Linked DNA regions of Mus musculus: region 1 is linked to region 2. A link is a contact called in public Hi-C data. All regions are on one chromosome and are shown on one strand. Each heading gives the region's core, a stretch centred on a gene start, on an enhancer-like site or on the middle of the called end of the contact. The rest is flanking DNA. Distances are from core to core; before and after follow the strand shown.

Region 1 (7,283 bases), core at 1,855-4,354, 88 kb after region 2:
TCTGAATAGCCAAAGAAGCAATCATGCACAGCCTACAGACAGAGAATAATACTTGCCAACTATATATCAGACCAAGGGCTAGAATTTAAATGATATAAAATAACTGCAGACTAAAAATAATCTTATCAATAAATGGGGTATTGAATAACAGAACTGTAAATGTCCAATGAGAATTTGAAGAAATGTTCAACATCTTTAGCCATCAGGGAAATGCAAATTAAAATGAATTTAAATTTTCCACTTGCCCTAGTCAGAATGCCAAACACCAATAAATCCATGTTGGTAAAAATGTGACGACGTGAGACGCCCTATGTAGGGTTGGCCATTTTGTAAATGTTTCGTAACGACTATGAAAATCATTATGGTAGCTCCCCCCAAAAGCTAAACTACCATATGACCCAGCTACACCACTCCTAGTTATACACCCATAAAATTATACCTGTTAACTACAGAGTTACTTGCACATTTGTAGTATTGCTTCAATTTCTACAATAGATAGAAATAAAAAAATAAAATCAGAGCTTAGACATTCACCAAAAGATAAATGGATACCAAAAATATGATACATATGCACCATGAGATTTTATTCAGTCACAAAAACTAAATTAGGAGATTTGTAGGAAAAAGGATGAAACTGAGTATCATTCTATTAAACGAAGTAAGCTAGATTACAAAGGAGAAATATCACACCAAGTCCCAAATTGTTGAAGATACTGTGAAGTTTGGTCAGGAAAGAAGGAAGGTCTGAGCGGATTCTAACCTGAAAGCCTCTTTTCTGAGGACTAGTTAACATAGTACCAGATGTCATGGACTCTCTCCCAAGGAAGCAACCAATAGTCCTACCCAGTTATGATTCCTCTGAACCACAACAATGGCCAGACTAGGAAGATAACACTAAGGTTACAACAGTGGTACACACCCTTTGTTGATAACCATCATCTCTGTTGGTTGTAAGGTCTACTCAACAACAGGGAACCTGATACTGGTAACCTAGCCAACTCCCTATAGCTAGTGAAGTCAGGGATCTTGAAAGCAAATCGACAACTACCGCTTTGCTATAATAGAAGAATATCTATTTACATTCTAAATATTTATCTTATATTCACAGATGAGTACATATAGACCTTACGACATGTGAAATTTTAGGCTTAGGTGTAGCTCTAACTCTTCCTCCCTCCTTGTCCTCATCTTCTCTTCCTCTCCCACTCCCTCCATCCCTTCCTCCATCTATCCATCCTTCCTCCCTACCTCTCCTTTCTCCCTCCCTCTTACTGCCCTCCCTGCTCCAGTGTATCTTGGGAGGAGTAAGGGGGCCCATGTGATAGTTTAGTGCCATTATTTTATTAGAATTTAGAATTATGTAGGAGAAAATCCTAGGGTATATCTGTAAAGGATTGTAGCCTTGAACTGTGAACCAGAATAAGTCTTTTCTCCTTTAACTAGCATTTGCCAGAATACTTTATCATAGCAACAAGAAAAGAAACTCATAGAAAGAGAGGTGAATAGAATATAAATGGAATAGAACATGAAACCAGGAAGGGGCTGAGAGTGGGGTGGCTCTTGAGGACAAAGGGGACCACAAGAAGAGAGAAGGCAGAGGGTATGGGGAATGGGGAAAAGGAATGGGAAAGTGTAGTGGGAAGAAGCTTGGATAACAACCAAGTATATTGACACATATGTAAGAAGATGTCACAATGTAACCCTTTACTTTGTGTGTGTAAGTATCTGTTTTAAAAGTCAACATAATATACAGCATAAAATATGCTAAGATTTTAGAAAGGCTGTGGAATCATCTCAAAGGTTGTGCCAGAAAAGAAAAGCAGACTTAGAGGCTCAAGAGAACGGAAAAATACAGATACAAGCAAGCAAGCAAGCAAGCAAGCAAGCAAGCAAGCAAGCAAGCAAGCAAGCAAGCAAAACCAGTTAAGTCAAGAAATCACACGGGGCAGTGGTGGCATATACCTTTTATGCCAGCACTCGGGAGGCAGAGGCAGGCAGATTTCTAAGTTCCAGGCCAGCCTGGTCTACAGAGTGAGTTCCAGGACAGCCAAAGCTACACAGAGAAACCCTGTCTCGAAAAAAAAAAAAAAAAAAAAAAAAAAAACCAAACAAACAAAGAAAGAAAGAAATCACACACATGGGACACTATAAATGCTGCCTTTTTTTTTTTAATCTAAGTTTTGTCAAAACCCAAGTAACTGATGGCTGACCCAAATGCCATATTCTGTATAGTTTTACAGCTTGTGCGTTTGTGAACATTACAGTAAAAACACAGGATTGAGGAAATGGAACCTGGGGAAACTTTAATTTTACTGAACTGCTCCATTACTGACATTAAGACTGTTGTAAACACAACACAAAACACCTCTCCCTCCCCAAGAGTGTCAAAGAGACAGAGGCACGTTGCAGTAGGGATTCATAAAGAAAGTGTGTATCAGCCCCCACCCCCAAACCCTCAGGAATTCAGGCTGGACACCTGCTCTGGAAATGCAAAAGCCCATGAATTCTGCGGTGGCTCATGGCTCCTGAGTGCCTATGTGGTTGGCTCATAGCTCCTGAGTGCCTATGTGGTTGCTCTCATATATTTGATTTGTCTTCCAAGCAATGCTTCACAGACATGATTTTTTAAAATTTTATTTTAATTAGGTATTTTCTTCATTTACATTTCCAATGCTATCCCAAAAGTCCCCCATATATCCCCCCACCCACTCCCACTTCTTGGCCCTGCCGTTCCCCTGTACTGAGGCATATAAAATTTGCAAGACCAATGGGCCTCTCTTTCCACAGACATGTTTTGATCTTGAATGCTTTTGGTATCTCTCATGAGGCCAATCTAGATATTCACACTCACAAGCTCAATTTCTTGGTCCCTCTAACAAACTCAAACCATTACATCTCGCTAAGACTTTGATGTCAGTTTGTTTGTTTCATGCTTTCAATAAAAGGCTGTATTTCTTCATTTGAGAAGTATTCTTGGCAGATATTACCGACCAGAACATTATTAATTGTTAAATCTATTCTGACAAATCATGTGCGAGGGAAAATGGAAAATTCCAGAACTCCACCCCCATGTAAACTCCTCCCAGAGCGCAGCCTGCAAGGCCAAGTTCTCGGCAGCTTCTTCAGGTCAGGCTGTGCCCAGTTGTGGTTCTGAGTGAGGTCAAAGGACATTTGGTTCGTCCACTTCCTTCAGCTAACTGTACCGGACCGAACCACTTTAATTTGATAAAACTATGTGTGCCTGACAGCAGCAATTAACCAAGTAACCAAAGTCCTCTTTAGAGAGTCAGAAATCTTGAGCCTGCTTCTACCCCCACCAGCACCCCAGTCCTAGTCCCTCTCCCTCCCAGATCAAACTGGTCTCCTCCAGGGATGGGAATGAGAGCCGAGCAGTGAGGCTGGTAGACCAGCTGCTTCCCGCCACCAGCAGAGGAGCGGTTCGGAGCTCAACCCCGCGGGCTTCGCTGGCGCCCACAACTTGTTTACCCTGCGTTTGGCTAGGGTTCAGGACGCCGGCGCCCCACCCTGCAGGAAGCCCTCCCGGGAAGGCTCCCCCGGCTGCCCCGCGTGGATCGTCCCAGCTCCTCGGCGCCTCTCGCCTTCCCCCAGGCAGGACAGCGAGCTCAGCCGGCGACGCCTGCAGCTGCGGGCGGTGAGAGGGGCCAGCGGGGAGCGGGGGACCCTGGGAGATTAGGGGGATGCGGGATGGAGGGCGCGGGCTCCGTGACAGTGGAGGAGGCGGGGCAGCTCAGCCGCAGGTGGTTGCGCAACTTTCGCTTTGTGGAGCGGGGTGGGGTTTCTTGTGTTGGGGTCCGCTTGGTTTCCCCCGGCTCTTGATAGGACAATGGGGTGCTGGGTGAAGGCTCTATGGGAGCATCATTCGGCCCTGGTGACATGAACTCTCGAGGGTGCAGGCCCTTCCCAGGAGACCCTCTCCACACTTTTCCCTCTTGCACCAGTGGAGCCTGTCCCCTCCTTGCAGCTCTGTGGGTCTCTCCTAGGGCCTTGGGCATAGATGTTTTCAGATAACTTTGCAAGGTTTTACTGGCAGGGGCTAAAAGATAGAGACAAGTTTTTGTTTGTTTGTTTGTTTGTGTCCCCCCCCCCCATTACTTTACAGAGTACAATATTAGCCTTTTAGGACTTAGAATTTTATATCTTATATTGTGTGGATGTACCCACTTTTAAGAACCGCAGTATGTTTGCGCTTTTATTTTGTCTATAGTAGTTTAAGTGGAGCCAGCAAGAGTAACAGAAGTATATTATGAAGACATTATGCAGTAAGGTTGATTTCCAAGATACTTCTGGGATACAGATGTTACTGCAGAAGTAAACACACAACCTCCACCTTCCAGCTCCTTGTTATGGGAAATAAGGAAGCAAGGCATTATGTAACCCTTAAAGTAGCCACACTGTCACATTGTATGGCCCAATGACATCACCAGAACAGAGGACACAAAGATGGCACATTATGCATAATTTAAGTGCCTAGGGACAATAACAAAGTTAATAAGCATTCCAGTTGCATCACACTTTGTAAGTCTTTTGAGGCTCAACTACAGGAAAGTACAGTGAAAACACACTTTAGTATAAATAACAGAAAAATGACAAATTTATTTAAACTATGAATTGTGGATAAAAATATGAATATGAAACTCCAAGTATTAAAATTATGCTACACATGAGACCCCAATAAAATTTATTTTCTTAGGTGAAAATATCATGTCCCTTAAATAATACATAATTAAACAGAATCGTAACTCATTCATAGTTTTAAACTGGCTCTTTAGCTAGACTATTTGAAAGAATTGCCACACTGCAATTTAAATGAAATACATGGCAGCTTGTTTTATATTAAAAAAAAAAGGGGGTATTCTAAAGAATGAACAGACAGTAGAATGATCCCAGACATTACAATAAAACTGAAGAAAGAGATTTAAGGATAAAATAAAAATGGGTATTTAATAAACATACATTTTAAGTCAGTAAAAGGGGACTGGCAAATAACATTTAAATTGATTATAATTGGAGCACTCGGCATTTATTTGGGTAAACTAATAATAAAACTGTTATTATAGTTAATATAAAGTGTGTTAACATAAAATGTAGTCAGGATGGATAATTTGAATCCAGATGCATAAAACCCAAAGGTTTGTGAACATGAGAAATGGGAAACATCTGCAAAACCTGGGCCCATTAAGAACTTATTTGTGAGCATAAGTACATAAAAATCAGACATGAATGAGGGGTTGTTAGAAAAAAGAAAGGTAATTCAACCACAGCTGGAACAGGTGATTGTCAGTAGCAGTCAGATGAGCAAAAAAAGTTAGGCAATTAAAATACCATGCTAACTTTTACTAGACCTGATGTTGAATATCTAATCATTTTGTTGTTGCTGACACAGCAAGAGCAATGTACACGTGCAAACTTCAAGGAGAAATATGAGTTGGCGAAACATATCATAAAGAGAGAGCTGAGAATAGTTGTATTCATTATTTTTCTTTTGCAATTCGTTCTGTAAAAATACGTGCCCAAGAAAAAATTAAAATCTGTCAAAGTCTTCCTTAAAGATGCTCATGGTAGCATTCTCTGTAATGGAGCAGGCTTTGAAACTGTTTGGAAATCATCTGCTAGGATTTAGTTGTTTAATTTGATGCATCAGGAGATAGAAGATACCTACTCCTAAACTTTAGGAAAGAGTAAATGTTCTAACATGTGAGTATGGTAAAGTGCTAGGTAAAATACTAACAGTAACTACAGGCACACCACAGGGTATGCACACAGTTACAGCATGTACGTATGTATGTACATATGTATGTATGTATGTATGCTGCAGCCTTTGAGACATTCGGAAGACAGAATGAATTATTGTTACTTTGAGTGTTTATATATTCTTGCATATTTCCGTGTGCATATTTATAAGGAAAATGTTATAACAGAAATAGTGAAGTTACAGAGTATCCATGGTTTGTTTTCCATGTATATATTTCCTTTACAGATAGAGTAGATATCCGTTCCTATAGAAAAAATGTATTATCTTTCCTGAAGATTTTCATCTTCTTTTATTTTCCTCTTTTAAAGATCCTTTGGGGATGTACTCCCGGAAAAACTCCATCTTATCCTTCATGGATATCCATGGTTATGGTGTTTATTATAGAGACAAAAGCACAAAATTTTCTGCGCTGTCATATTCATTAACTTTGCTAAAAGCGGAAAATATGGGCAAATTCATACTCCTATATTTCACCAACATTATGCTAAAACCCACTTTAATAATACATATTCTTTTGGATTAAATACATAGATATATTATTCTTCACAAAGAAAAACATCTATTGAGAAAAACAAAAATTAAACCATTGAATAAGAAAAGCAAATCTTTGGGAATAAATCTTAACATAAAATAAACTTTTAATGCTCTTCATATAAATGACTAAGAAAAGAAAACTAATAAACAGAAAAAGAGCAGATGACAAATGGGACATTTCCAGCAGCGGAGATGTCAATGTCTTCCAGATGAAATTACAGCTGCTCACCCTCATCCATTACAAGACATTCAAGAAATCAAGCCAAATTTTCTTTTCCTGCAAGATGGACAATAGCAAACACTGTGAGCGAGGACCCACTGGATTGTCCATGTTTTTGTCCAGTGTGAACTGATTTGCGTTCTTTGGATAGCTATTTAACAATGTTTAAACTGCACAAATGTCATACCTGCTAGCTTTACTTAAAATGTTGATATACAGACTTATCTACATAAAGTGTTTCCAAATTGTTTGTGATATCATAAATTATGGAATAATTTAAAATTTCGCCATTAAACAGCCAAGCCAGTCAGTTGAATATATTCAAATATTAAATGAGAATAGAGATTTTATTAAGATAAGATATGGAAGGCTCCACTCTGTACTAAAAAGGCACACACACACATGCACACACACACACACACACACACACACACACACACACAATATTACATACACAAAAACTACACAGAAGTATACATAGCTGTGATTCAAAAAGTACAATAGACAGATGGGGTTATATAATTCTTTTTATGTAACTGCTTAACTGCTTGAGTACATATTCACTTTCCACTTTCAGACAGTGGATGTTTTAAAAATTCTTTTTAATAAGTATATCTTTTCAAGCTTATCTAAAGTTAGGCGCAGGCCTTCTGTTTATCTAGCGAGAAGATGGCACAGTCCTGACTTGACAACATTCTTGATAATGCACTAGGCTTGGTGATGATCTATATAAATGTAGCCAGAATATTTTTGTAC
Region 2 (7,342 bases), core at 1,736-4,235:
CTGTTCAGGAATTATCCCCCTGTGCTCATATCTTCGAGGCTTTCCCCCACTTTCTCCTCTATAAGTTTTAGTGTCTCTGGTTTTATGTGGAGTTCCTTGATCCACTAAGACTTTAGGAGATAAGAATGGATCAATTCGAATTCTTCTACATAATAACTGCCAGTTGAGCCAGCACCATTTATTGAAAATGCTGTTTTTTTTTCCACTGGATGGTTTTAGCCATGCCATCCTTTCATGTCTGCCCTCTACCTTTGCAGCTGCCCACCCTCACCACACAATTGAAAACAACTGCAAAAGCCTCACTGTGGTAGTTGTGGTGTGTCGCAGTGTCACACAGTGTACTCTTTCCCCCAACAGGTTTACGTGCAAATGATCATTGCAATGAGCCATTGGTTTGTTTTGGGGCCTCTGGCTTCACCATCAATACTGAATCCCCAACCAGATTCCTCTTGATTACCCTGTTATTGCTCTCTGTCATGGAGATCCTGCAGCTTTGGATCTGCAGGGCTGGCCCTTCCTTGTGTTCCAGCAGTTCATAGCTGGGGTAGATGTTGGGGTGCGCCAACTCAAAGCCCTGGATCTGGGCCTGGTTGGAAGCTGAATTGGTCAGCCTACCAGACCTCCTGTGCCTGTGTCACTAGGGTCAGCTTCCCCAATTTTCCCAGGAAAGGGGTGGGGCCAGGTCTTCCACTGTCAAGCTCTCAAGACTTACGGTTGATTCTCTCATACTGTGCTGCCCAGGCAATGTCCAGGGCTTCCTGCCATTTTAAATGAAGCTTATATCCTACTCTATGAAATTCTAGTTCAGGCAGAAGGATTCACGGGCGTCTTAAGGCTTCTAGTCTGACATAAGAAGATCTTACTTTTTAAGAAAAAAAATGTATATTTTTTAATAGAAATGGATTCTATCCACTTTTCTTACCTCCAGGCCCTCCAAACTACTGCCAAACTTCTTTCATGTCCATTCTACTCTCAAGTTGATAGCTAGTTTTCCTTTGCTTATTATTGCTACACAATGTGTGTACAAATTAGTATATACATATATACACATACATATACATCATAAACATATATACATACACATATACATACCTATACACATACATATATTTATACATACATATATATGGATGTTTCTTCTGCCCTCATGCACGTTCTCCTTCCACGCTCATCACTTTCACTCCATGCTCTTCCTGCTCCAGCTATTTTTCTTCAGTCTCCCTGTCTACCCCTAACCTTATGTTCACGTGACAACACCAAATTTGCCTTATAAAGGGAATTGAATTAGGAGTATCTATACATTCCCCCACTGCATCATCTCTCAATCCATGCCAAAGATAAGCTACTTTGGTGTGTGTGATTACATGTAAAAATCTTAACTTTCTTCCAGAATTAATAAACATGCATTAGGTTGAGGCATATGTCAATCAAGATCCATATTCTCTCCAAGCCTTCAAGTGAAACAAGCACTTCATAGAATTATGTGTTGTCACTGTTCTTTGAAAGCCTGTGACACAGAAAACATTTAAATTGTCACAGAGCACAAAATTAGTATATTTTAGGTCTTCTACCAGTGATATATTTCTTTATGAAACTGGAGATAATCATGAATAGGTATTAAGATATGTGAGAACATTCACACAATGTATCCAGCATGATTACATTGTATCTCTTTGTTTGGCACCATGTGTTTGAAAAGCTAATACATTTTACATCCATTAAACATATTTATATTAACACATACCTTAAAATATATACCAATAATATTTTATCAACATAATATACTTATTGAAACATAAAAGCTTATGTGTAGGCAACTGGAGTTTTAAAAGTATATTTATCATGTTCAGGTTTATTCATAATTTCACATAACAGTCAGTCTACAGATATTGTGTCACTTGTACATACAGAGATTTAAAATGAAGGAGGGCCTCTGGAAACCTCTCAAGAAAAGCTTTCAGAACACTAGTTTTAAAATTTCAAAATTCACAATTAACCAAAGGTTTGCAAAGATCTAGATAATACTTATTCAAGAAAAGCAGAGTCATCTCAGAAAGAACTCACTTTGGAGCATTACTCTTACCCTTTCTCCTCAGCTTCACAAAAGCTACCAAGCCAACAGCTCAGCAGCGGAAGCATTCATAACTCAATGGGAAGAACCTTCTGGAAGGAATGCGGCCTATGTGAGAGTTAAGATGGATTCCACAGCTTTGTCTGTGCAACTTGAAACCTATTACAAGTGTCCCTAGAGAAAGTGTTCTCTCTTCCTGGGTTTGAAATTTCAGGAAAGATTCCTTAATCTAAGGCACATGGGCCACCTTAAGCAACAGGCATGCCTTACCAATTGCTCCACGAGGAACAGAGTCCTGAAGCCAATCTTTAGAATTCTAACTTCATAATCAGGACATGACACATAGAGGGTTGACTTGCTACTGCAGCAACAATAGCACACTCTTGTGCCTACTACTTAAAATTTTGCATGTCTCAAGAGTTGGGTGATGGGTAGGAAGTGCCTGGATCACTTCAATAGGAAATTATAAGGACGATGTGTGGGCCATTCTGTACATGACATACATAGTTTCTGCATCCTGAAAGCATTTGGAAAGAACTTGGAAAAAATAATAGTGTATTTTTAAATGAGTCTGCCTTTTGTTTATTTATTTTTAAGTTAGTTTACAATGCAATCTTTTATTTTTTTAAGCTTAATTTGAAGGATTCAGACTTTCCCATTGTAAAAATTATACTGATAGTCTGGAACTAACATAAAAGAAACATACATATCAGTGGAAGATTAGAATGTTCAGAAGTATAGTTCATACTTATGAACAGTTGGTGGTCTACAGGACTCAAAAAAAATTAAGGGAAAAATGTGTCATCAACAGGTTATTTTTTTTCTGAATTAAGTAGGCATTGACACACAAATGAGTCAAGTTGGATGATTACATTAACCACAAACAGACATTCTTTCAAAGCAGACCATAAACAGAAGCAAAGGAACTGAAACTTTAACACTACTAGAAAAACAAAATAAAGTATTAACACTGGATAAGGGTGTGGTTTCTTCTATCTAACATAAAGCTCAAGCAATAGTAGTAACAACACCAGACAAGTAAGTTTATTACATCAAAATTAGAGTGCAGAGAATGTGGAACGCTCTTATATTGCTTGTGAGAATGTAAAACAAAATGGCCAATCTTGCAAAATGTTTTTCATTTCCTCAAAGTTTAAATATAGGTATGACATACTTCATCTAAATAATTCTAAAGTTTTCAAGTTTATCTATTTGGTTGGGATTTTTTTAAAGTATAGTTGTCTTTTAGCTATGTGGTTGCAATTTTGAACATGTTTAAGAATTGATGAGACGATATTCATCCCCAAAATGATGGGAGTAGATTTTGGAATAACTTCAGCATCCTCATAAACACTGCTAAAACCATCCTCTGAAATATTGAGCTGGAAGCTGGGTTTGTATATTTATAATATTTAAGTCTAATTCCAAGCAAGACAAAGCAAACACAGAATGATTAACTTTAACCCAGGGTCAATAGTGCATTGTAATGCCATGGAGATTAGTGATAAATTCATAAAAATAAGGCCACTGGAGATTGATATGTACCAAAGCCATATTTTAAATGTTTCATTTGGCTGTTGCTTAGACAAAATGTCAGGCTGTCTGCCCTTTACTATTAAATTAAAGAGGAAAAAGGATCCAATAATTCTGAAACAGAAAGATAATTTTATTAAAAGAGGTTGAAGTAGTCACATGGCAATATTGATAGGAATTCACCTAACTGGTACTGATTGGATTAATTGGGACATGTTGCATTCCTAGGATTCTTTTTGGATTTAGTTCAAGTACTGAATACAAATATAAAACATAAATATGTCCACTAAAAACAATTTTAAAAGAGGGCATTAATGATATGCCAAAGAGAGAAAATAAAAATTTTAGTTCCTGACTCTACTCATGCTATTTCAATAGTGTTAATCTTTTTAACCTAATGTTTAAATCAATTCAATCTATCTCACTTTAGAGCATTCATATAATATATATTATGGCTTTGTTTTGTTTTGTTTTGTTTTTATAATCTACAACCCACAATGGATGTGGACAACTGGGACAGCACCCACCTGTTCATTTGACTTGGAACATTTGGATGTGGTATAATGTATATTAGAACTTACTTGATCTGTGATGATATAAATAAGTTCTTTTTAGGATACTAAATCATTATAACTATAACAAAATAGTTTATATTTTATTAGACTTTAAACTTTAATTTTCATACATGTAGTAATGTTTATTTTGAGTAGCATCATAATTTTATTTATAAGTCTAGATTTTGAGGATGCAACTAACTCTAAAAATGTTACTTCCATTTCATGTTGCATTCATACTTGGCTATTAGAAACCCCGTATGCAAATGTGAACATTGAACACTAACATTAGGAAAATGTCTTATTCTGCATCAGGTTGCATGAGATTTAATTACTGTTTGTTTGTGCCATTAATATTAATTTTCTGACATTCTATGAATAATTAACTTTGATAATTATGTCTGTAGTTACTGGCCACATGTTATTTATAATTCTTTAAAAAAATGAAATCTTCATTCTGGAAGAGTTTTTTTTTTTTAATACCCTTAATACATTATGATACATTTGTCACAAATGAACATAAATTGCATCTAACAGCTCCTATATATACAATCAAATTAGCCAAAAACATGTCCACATAAAATCATGCCAAGGATGTTCCCAACAACTTTACTCATAATGATTCTATAAGTTGGATCTGAAATGACCCACAAAAGGCTTGGTCCCTAGCCTGGTGACACTTTGGAGGTGGGGGGTTTAGAGCTTTTAGATGATGGAGTTTTGTGGAGTCTTAGGACATTAGCGACATGCCTTCAAAGGGACTGTGAGACTCTATCTAGTCTCTTGCTTTGCTTTCTCATTAATTTTTGGGCTCTGAGATGAGTGGATTTATTCTACCAAACACTTTCTTCCAGGTTGTGTTTGACTCTCCGTGAACACAAGAACATTAATCAAGATTGGTGTGATGGTTTGAATAAGAATGGCCCCCATAGACTCGTGTGTTTGGATTCTTGACCCATAGGGAGTACTACTATTAGGAGGTGTGGCCTTGTTGGGGCAGGCTTTGAAGTCTCCTTTGCTCAAGCTTTGCCCAATGTAACACACAAACTCCTGCTGACTGCAGATCCAACAGGCAGAACTCTCAGCTTCTTTTCCAGTACCATGTCTGCCTGTATACTGCTGTTTCCTGCCATGACAATGGATTAAACCTCTGAAACAGTAAGTCGGTTCCAATTAAATCTTTCTTTCTAAAGATGGCATTCTGCATTCAGATATGCTACACTAGTCTGGCTCCTGAAATAAGGTTCCCACATAAGTTCCTCAAACTTATTTCAGGGAACCCATGATTCTGGATTATTCTAGAAATCTGATCTAGAAAAAGAATACAGGTAACTGTCCAGATAGCTCAGTTTCATTGCCCAGTCTGAGACATTGTCATTCATAGTTCAACTCTTAATTTTCCTGTTACATGCAAATTATTTTTTTCATGAAGATGAAATTTTAATAAATAAAAAACACTAAGGAGGATCTTTCATATACATTAGAGATTGTAAGACTATAGTTGACACTTATGGATTCATTTAATATACATGCTTTTTTCTAATTAAGTATGTTATAAAAGAATGTGCCCATTTTTCATTTCATTAGGCTAATACTCATACTTTGGCTATTTATTACAGAAGAAGATCACTGTACACCTACAATGAGGAATGAATGAACATTTTATATGCTCACCATTTTCAGAGACTCAACGAGCCTGATCTCATTTGCCTTGTTAGTTTTGGTCTGGAGTGTGAAGGATGCAAAATCTTAAATAAGTATATAATTGTGATTCACAAAAGTTGGAAGAGAGGTAAACAATAGCCACAGGAATCCAATAGAGAGAAATAACAATAATAACTAATCATTTAAGGAGTCACAAGCATGGAGCTAAAGCCTAAACATGAGGTCCCACCACAGACCATCTGAGCCAGAAGATCCAGTAAAGAGTGTTGGCAATCTGCGTTAGATCAAGCTCACAAGCTATTCTGCTGCAAGTTTAAATTAAGTAGATCCTGGGTTAAACAATGACTTTGCCATGTAAGGGGGTACTTAAAGGAATGCTATAGCTCTATAGTATGGTCACAGGTATCTACGAAGTATACTGTTGATTACAAAAAGTAACTGATAAGTAAATCATATTCTAGCATGCATATTCATGATGTATACACATTTGCATATGCTTGGTATAGCTCTAGGTGTATGTGTGTGTGTGTGTGTAAGTGTGCACATGTGTTGGGAGGTAAATGAATGTGTTTATGTGCATGGGTATGCATATATGTATGTGCATTGTGTGTAAGTGTGAATGAGTGTGTGAGTATATATGAATGTCTATGTCTTTCTTTGTATGTTTGCATGTATGTGTATGAGAGTGTATATGTCCTGGATTTTAGCGTTAAACTCAACCCTTTAAAATATATGAATAAACAGGGTTTTGTTGGCATATTTGTTTTAGCTACTTTTCTGGGTTATTATATCTCTCACCCTTCAACCCTTATTTCACCCTCATCCCTTCCAGGTCCCCCAACACTAGGTAGGAGAGAAAGAAGGTTAGAGGGATAAGGGGACATAGATCTCTTTAGACTACTTCCTGCTAATTAATGCCCCTGAATTGGGTTCCTGGCAACTCCAATCCTCCTCTTCAGGATACCTCCAACTTCTTTTCTTCAATCCTCAATAACAGCAACCAGGAGCAGGGGGAGCAGCAGGTCCTCTCAGGGCTCTCACATTTAAACTCTCTCCAGCCTCCCCAGAATTAAACTATCTGCAGCTGGCAAAAATCATGCTCCCTTAGAGCCAATTATAGTTAATGGTTGTAGACAAACTGAAACAACCCAGATCCCACACCTTGGATTAAAACAAAAACATTCACATAAAATAATTGGGAATTTTAAAGATACCAAAATTCCCGCTACAGGTTTTTCAGGTAAGCATGTTTCTACAATTTGCATTTACAAATAGTTTCACTGTATATTTCTGTTTTCATTGTATAACATTGTTGGCGTATTTGCTGTTCATGCGTTTAGAACATATGCAATAATAACCTCTTTATCATTTCTAGAATTTAGGGTTTTTTCATGCTTACTTTAATAGAATGTATTGATTTTTTTTTTTTTTAGATAATTGGTTCTTGCTTCACTTATTTTCTACTTGTTGCTGTTCAGCACAAATTTTAGTGATTTCTTTCTACTCTATTATTTTTTCC

The links. A called contact is a pair of places that touch in the nucleus more often than the background predicts.
Region 1: a Hi-C map of bone marrow-derived macrophages shows a contact between it and region 2, with 2.0 times the contacts expected there. The contact joins the promoter of Plscr4 here to the enhancer-like site in region 2. A contact is called at or near these places in 5 of 39 promoter capture datasets (the 3T3-L1 cell line, 3T3-L1-derived adipocytes, the C10 cell line and 2 more), 4 of 484 Hi-C or Micro-C datasets (bone marrow-derived macrophages, uterus and ventricular fibroblasts), 2 of 115 datasets of contacts at active chromatin or transcription factors (bone marrow-derived macrophages and cardiomyocytes) and 3 of 9 other capture datasets (adipose tissue, liver and pancreatic islet).

The regions. Positions count from the first base shown.
Region 1 is chr9:92,454,274-92,461,556 of GRCm38.p6, forward strand. It overlaps Plscr4 (phospholipid scramblase 4), which reads left to right and starts at 3,105. Exons shown (of 9, transcript NM_178711.3): 1 at 3,105-3,652.
Region 2 is chr9:92,366,171-92,373,512 of GRCm38.p6, forward strand. No RefSeq gene overlaps it. Among named protein-coding and RNA genes, the nearest start is that of 1700057G04Rik, 60 kb to the left of the region's middle. Within about 2 kb of position 2,986, at least 12 of the 459 cell types and tissues checked have an H3K27ac peak or open chromatin away from gene starts, as enhancers often do. A contact at or near this core is called in bone marrow-derived macrophages, where this site is marked.